Linked DNA regions of Rattus norvegicus: region 1 is linked to region 2. The links are chromatin contacts, called in public Hi-C maps. All regions are on one chromosome and are shown on one strand. The core of a region is the stretch at or near the end of the contact, and the rest is flanking DNA. Distances in the headings are between cores, read along the strand shown.

Region 1 (3,393 bases), core at 150-2,649, 41 kb before region 2:
CAATGCTCGGCCGTGTACTTACGCTCCCGATGTCATAAAATGCACCTCTTTTCAGTTCTACCGACTAATGTGGGCTGTACCTGGGGAGGTGGGGGTCACTCTTCGGAATTTGGTTTCCACAAGGTCTATAGAGCTCAGAGCCATGAGTGAGGAGGAGCTGGAAGGAGCGAAGGAGAGTTTGACTTCCAAACAGAAGCACACTAGGCAAAAGAAGGACTCAGAGGGGCCCACAGAGCTCAGCCTCACAGGCCTGGATGCCAGTGTTGATGCTAATTATCCCACGTAAGCTGCGCTCTTCCTCAGCATCATGGAGTCACTCATTAATTTATTCATCCATCTAATCAAAAGGATTTTCTTCAATCACTTTTTGTTGCACACCAGGCAATATTATAGAGAAGTAACTGGTTCTTGTTCCTTAAATATCCCATTGGGGAAATGTTTCCAGTCTGACTTGTAAGCTGTGTCAAAGTAGGAATCAAGACAGAAAGCCTTCCCCATAGCAACTCAGCTGGGAAGGACGACACCAATGATTCTCAAAAAATACCTTGTGACTGACTGGTCGATTTCATTGAGTGATAGGGACAATCTGTCTAATTGAAAACAAAGATAAGAAGCACTGTTAAGCAGAGCAAGTGAGAGACATCTATTCTAGGGTCTGAAAGACAAGAGCTCTGTGGTATGGATGTAGTTTAACCTAGGGGGGTGCCCTTGGGATATCAGTGTAAAGAAAAAGACAGCGATGTAGACAAGAAGGTGCAAAATCCAGAAAAGAAATAGTAGAAGCTATAAAAGTCCAATTCTGAGAAAAAGCATCAAACCAGGTCCAAGTGTGAAACTGAGCCTACTGCAAGTGGAGGGAGGAAATGAGTGCGTCTCAGAGAGTACACACATGGAGGAGTGCTTGCTTCTGTGTGGTGAGAGTGTTTCAGGGGCTGGGTGAAAAGAGCTGGCCCACAAAGGCACCTTATGTATAGGTGATCTTTGCAGAAAGGGAGCAAGAGCCCTGGAGAAGCCCAGCCCACCATCCTGGAGCCATTTTAAAAAATGCTGGCAGCTTGTTACTTATGTTGAAGATTCTCCGACATCCTGGAAGGGGCAGCTGTGCAGGTAGGTCTGGACCTGGGCTGCCCCAGGCTAGGCAGCTGGACCTCTTTGCCCACCTCTGTACCTACAGGGAGGAGCAGGTGCTTAGCTTCTGGAGGGCCGCCTTTCCTGCTGGCTTCATTCCTAGTGATAGCTGACCTTTGCTCCCCAGTTAGGTTTGTGGCAGATTCCTCTTCCGTGGGCCTGATGGGGGGGAGGGGAGTGCCTGCTTCTGCTTCTCTTACCCAGCACAGGGAGATAATGGGTGGCCTTTGGAGCTTGTCTTTCACAAAACAGGACAGTCTAGCACTAGAAGGTCAGAGTCACAGAGCACTGTTTACAGGCAATGCAGGTCAAGAGCTGACTGGGAGGTCAGATATGAAGGAGAGAGTCTAGTGAAACCCAGAGAGTCCAGGGAGGGTCCCTAGGCATCCACGCAATGTGCTGTGCTCCTCTCATTTTGGGTGTTTCTGCTCTTTATGTGTATTTTATAACTCACCTAATTTGTCCTGTAGCAGAGGACATAGGGCACCCTTTCCCATTCCTTCTCTTAATAAGGCTTTCATGGAAGCGAGGGCATGAGAAAAGCCAGCATATGGTTCCTTCCTAGGTGACATCCCTTAGTTCGATTTAGCCATCTGAATGTGACCCATTCACAGACAGCATGGATGAACGGCTTGCACTCTTTTTGGTGCACGAGAAAGGAACAGAAATGCAGATGGCCACGATGGGAAAATTTCCCTCTCAGAAGGTAAGGGAGCAGAGCAATGGTGTGAAAGAGTGAATTAGCTATGGCAAATCTCGTTAGTGTCTATTGTAAGCAGAGGAGCTAAGCCATCTGTGGCCACTTGCAAAATTGTTCCTTGTTTGTTCATATCCCCCACCGAAGCAAATCTTTGTGGCTTCTAGTGATTTGCATATTGTCACTTGTTTGCCAATGAGAGGGTGCCTCCACATGCCTATGTGAGAGGGTATCTGTGTGGACACGTATGCGTGTTCTGAACAGAGTTGGTATATTTTTTTGAAAAGGGTGTTTTGGGGGCACTGACTGTGGGCTGAAGACAAAAAAAAAAAAAAAAACAAAAAAAAAACAATGCTGAGCTCTTCCGGGTTTTCTCCTCCAGCTGATGTCTTGAGGGCATCTTACATCCTCCGATACAACTTCATTCTATTTTCCCCATAACTTGAGTTTTAAACCAATGTTCTGTACAAGCAGGAAGGAGGTAGGAAGTAATCAGAGCAGCTCCTCGTAGCCTTCGAGTCAACCCTTTATTTTAGCTTTGTCCTCAGCATGGCTGGCTGAGTCGTCTTATGTTGAAGACACCATTCTCTCCTCTCCCTGTCCTCCAAAGTGTGTCCAGTGGCTCTCCTGTTAGTATGTGGTCTTCAGGTGATGCAGGGATGCAAAGATCACCTCGAGTCCTTCTTCAGAGAACTTGCATGGGGTTTTGATGCCCATGAGCATTGTGTGCACTGCATGTGGGAGCTCCAGAGGAATCGGAGGAGGCCACTGGGTCTGCTGGGCACTGACAGCTTTGTACTTGAGGTCCTGTGAAAAACAGGCATGAGGTCAGAGGGGCTGCCAATCAAGCTTTCTGAGAAATTGGGGCTGGCCAGAGAAACCAGAAGCTGAAATGGTCAGAAAATTAAATGCAAAACCCTACTTCTGCTCATCACCGTAACATTCTAGGCCAAGGAGGTACAATGGGATCTTGAGTAACAGTTTATTATATTTCAAATGGTACCCATAATTGCTTGCTCTACGATGTGGGCAATTTAAAAAGAAGTTTCCATGCACCTTAATTTTCCTTTTGTGAAGTCAGCATCTTGTTCTTGATTTTCCTTCTCCTTCCCTGACTCTCATTCTTCTTGAGTGGAATCAGACTCTGGCTGTAAAGATTAAAGTTCATGCTGTCACCTCTTCTGAGGACTTCTTCATATGGTTGTGTAGCACTCTCCGTAGTTGTGTGAGAAGGTCACATCCAACCGTAGTTGGATGCAGACAGGCAAAGAATATGAAAGCAGAAAGGGACCCTCAGAGACCTCAGACAGATTTTGCTTCCCAGAGGAATCCATGGGGTCCACTGCAGTAGAGTCTCAAGATCATATCATTACTTGTGTAGAGAACACACACATACACACAGACACAGACACACTCGCGTGTGCACACACACATTTTAACCGTCACAATGGCAGATGTAAAAGAAACAGAACAACAACAAAAGGACAAGATGCTGGATTGTTCTGGGCAGTCATTGCCCCTGCTTGGGAGCCTGCCCTGCCTACTTGGCCCATTTCATTACGTTGGGC
Region 2 (3,739 bases), core at 148-2,647:
TCTGTCTCTAGTTCTCTCTTACACACACACACACACACACACACACACACACACACACACACACACACACTCCTTAGATGACTCAGGTTTTGGCTTAGGCCTATAAGAATGTGGGTACATTGTGAAGAAAAATGTTCTGTTTTTTGTTTAAATTTTGCTATTTTATTCACTGTATTTTATAATGTCCTATTATGTAGTTCTGGTTTCCCCAAAACTCAGTATGTGGTAAGTAGACCAGAAGAGCTTTGCACTTTGGTCGAGCCTCCTATTCCCACTGCCTTGCTCTTGGGATCCCAGGCGTACATCATCATACTAGGTCAAGAAAGAGGCCTTTTAAGGCTTGAATTTCAAGGCTTGACCCTCTAAGAGCAGGCAGCCATATCCATGGAGCTTCTGGTGAGGTCTTGGTGGTGGATGTCATCATGGTGGCGGCAGCATATGCAGAAGAGAGTAGATGAAGAGGCCAGAAACCAGGGACCTACAAAGCAGGCCTATTCTTTTACAGCCCTGACTTAAGTCCAGTAGAAACCTTCTGTGAGTAGTACTCTCAGTGACTTAACTACTTCCTACCAGATCTACATGAGGGGCTTGGGCCCTAACTCAGGAAGTTTGAGGGGATATGTGGCAATCATACACAGACCATGGTTGTTGGTGTGAGGGAATGGTAAGAACAACAAGGGGCTTGGCTTGCCTGTGAGACCCTTCAAGTAGGCTGTCACAGACTGGTCATGTAGTAGGGTGGGGGTAGGATGTTTTCCTTTCCTTTCTTTCTTTCTTTCTTTCTTTCTTTCTTTCTTTCTTTCTTTCTTTCTTTCTCTCCTTCTTTCTTTCCCTCCTTCCTTTCTTTCTTTCCTTCCTTCTTTCTTTTGTCCATCTTCTTTCCTTTCTTTCTTTCTTTCTTTCTTTTGTTCGTTCTTTCTCTCTTTCTTTCTTTCTTTCTCTCTCTCTCTCTTTCTTTCTTTCTTTTGTTCTTTCTCTCTTTCTTTCTTTCTTTCTCTCTCTCTCTTTCTTTCTTTCTTTCTTTCTTTCTTTCTTTCTTTCTTTCTTTCTTTCTTTCTTTCTTTCTTTCCTGTCACCTTGAATCCCATGGAAGTTTCCTAAACAGAGACAGTACCCTCAGATATATCAGCCCAGAGACTAAGGTCCCTCCTTACACCAAGGGATATATAGGGATTTTTATTTTTCTCAAACGTCCCTAAAGCTCAGCAGGCTATGTCATGACTGGAAGAGAGCCAGCAGAAGGTGGAGACTGGGTTATAGCCTCTGTCCTCATGTGGTCCTTTGCTCTCTCATAAAAGTCTACCTAGCTATTTCCTGCTTCCAGGCCCTAGAGGTGGAACCAGAACAGAAGCTGGCCTGGATTGATCCAAAGGGAAAGCCCTGTGTTAGAGGGTCAGAGTCAGCACTCTACACCACATAACCCCTCCACCCCAGCCAGGAGCAAATATTGTGCTTTGCAGCTGATAGGATGGCACAGACTTCCTATGTGTACGATTCCAGGAAGAAAGTTAATAAAACCCCTTGATACCCTGCCTCCCGGGCAGCATTTGTTTGTTTAGCGGTGAGGCTGGGTGCTGTTCATACAGTACTGGTGTTAGGTTGACATTTCTTTTGGCCTTTAAACTTTATGCTTCCTCCTTCCTTGTCCTCTCCCGGGCCCAGGCCTCTCCACCTCCTGTCCCTCAGCATGTGAGTTTGATCCTGCAGGACCTAGACTTTTCGAGAGGTTGCCTCTCTGGGTTGGGATTGGGTGGAGTGCACATTTTTCCTTTTCTTTGCACAAGGGTCATTGTGTGACTGTAAACTTATTGTCCGGTGGCAGACTAAGTGGCATTTCACATGCTAGGAGAGTGGAGAGTTTTGTTTTGTCTTTAAATAAGAGAAGGGAAGAAAAACAGCCCAAGGACCCACATCTGCTGGGTGGGTACAGGGCCGGGACTCCTGCATTGGGTGGAAGTAATGTCTTCCCCTTCGGAGCCCTGCCCCCAGCCCAGTTAGGACTGGGAACTGCATCCATGGGAATGTTGGTGCTTGTGAGGGAGCAGGACATTCTTGGCACTCAGTGCCTTTGGGTCCCCGGGTTATTTTCACAAGAGTTTAACCCCAGGGTGAGAGGAAAATTCCACTCTTTGGCAGTGTGTTATTTCTGCTTGGACCATCCTCCTGAGCTGTGATGCGCTGGCTTGGAGCGTCTGAGCTGGATGGCTTTAGTTTCACTGACTACAGTAGCCTGACTCTAGGCATGTTACGGAAGGTTTTCTCCACCTCAGTTTTCTCATCTCTTCAGTGGGATTTCGTGTTGGCACTTTGGTACATAAACGTGTTGCTGTCCCCAGAAATGTCTGGGATTATACCTAGCCCAGAGAAGGGCCACCGGGCATACTCAGCTTGAATGGAATGATTGCTCCCTCCCTGATTAACTCTTTCCAGGAGGAGTTTGGCATTCTATTGGTATTTTCAGAACTCTTTTCTTTTCTTTTCTTTTCTTTTTTTTTTTTTTGAGTTTTTGGAGGAATGAGATATAGTTCTTTGTGTACAGAAATCTAGGAGAGGACAACTTTTTTTAAAAATCCCGTTCATTCTGTTAATGTCTGCACAAGATGAGATACACTGTGTTTATACCCATTCACAGAATGGGCAGTTTCTTTACGAATAGTCCCTTGTACCTATTCTTATTGGATCCCATTGGACATGGATTCATATAGGATCTATGGCAATAAAAATATGTCAAGGATTTGTAGGCAAAGCACATTTGCTGAGGCTCCCTGAGACCTCTCCACTACCTATGGGCTTGGCTTGCACAATCACCCAGTCAGTATAGCCTATGTTGTGAGTAATCTTTCGTGCTTCTAATCCTAACCAGGGGATCTTAAATGCAGATATGTCCCAGAGGCTACACAGCAAAGCTGACCCACAGCCAAGAATAAGAAAAGAATGAAGAGATGTATCAAATGCATTGCTGGCCTGAAAACCTAGGAATCTGCTGGGTGCTGGCCCCTTTCTCACAACAGGCAGCATACGGTTTTATTTAATACCTTATTTTTGCAACATCAGCAGTAATTACTTTCCTCTTGCTCCAGAATGTAGAGAGTGGTAGTTAAGATAGTTCATGTGTTACCTTTTAAGTACTTGTTTCCAGTTGAGGAAAGCCTAAACCCATATAAACTAAGGAGTAAATAAAAACTCAACTCAAGTGTTTCGGCATAGGAGAGTATCAGTTTAGGTGAAGGGAATGTGGTCTTAAGTTAATAATTCAGATTCCAAGTACGTTTTAATATTTTTTTTCAGCCACCCTCTGGCTTTGTGTGTATGTCTTTTTTCCCCCAACTGCCTGGTCAAGTTAAAGGCATACCTAGGTAACATCCTGTGGTAACATATACCCATTCTCCAGGTATAGCTATTTAAAGGTTCCTGGTCATTTCCAAAGGAAAACAAAGGCTTGAGACAGTAGAACGTAAATACTGAAGGTAATGAGAGAAATGAAGGGAGCCTCGGGCATCTTGTACCAGTGTGGCTAAAACCTGCTTGGTTGGGCCTGGGCTATGGCTGCGGTCTAGAGATCTTATTCCCAGCTGAGTGGTCCGTCTTTCCCATCTCTTTAGATGGACATTTGTGTTTCAGCTTAATCAGAGGAGGTCCAATGAGGAGTGAGGCCACACCAAATTGTTCTACCTGGAGAGCTTAATGAAAACATATATTCCTGACTTCTATCAATAGGATGTACCCACCGGAAGAGGAA

The links. A called contact is a pair of places that touch in the nucleus more often than the background predicts.
Region 1: a Hi-C map of liver shows a contact between it and region 2, with 7 times the contacts expected there. The contact joins two enhancer-like sites. A contact is called at or near these places in 3 of 12 Hi-C or Micro-C datasets (kidney, liver and mammary epithelial cells).

The regions. Positions count from the first base shown.
Region 1 is chr18:74,783,422-74,786,814 of GRCr8, reverse strand. All of the region lies in intron 2 of Setbp1 (SET binding protein 1), which reads left to right. Among named protein-coding and RNA genes, the nearest start is that of Setbp1, 42 kb to the left of the region's middle. Within about 2 kb of position 1,399, at least 2 of the 93 cell types and tissues checked have an H3K27ac peak or open chromatin away from gene starts, as enhancers often do. A contact at or near this core is called in liver, where this site is marked.
Region 2 is chr18:74,742,074-74,745,812 of GRCr8, reverse strand. The region is part of intron 2 of Setbp1 (SET binding protein 1); the gene reads left to right. Among named protein-coding and RNA genes, the nearest start is that of Setbp1, 84 kb to the left of the region's middle. Within about 2 kb of position 1,397, at least 21 of the 93 cell types and tissues checked have an H3K27ac peak or open chromatin away from gene starts, as enhancers often do. A contact at or near this core is called in liver, where this site is marked.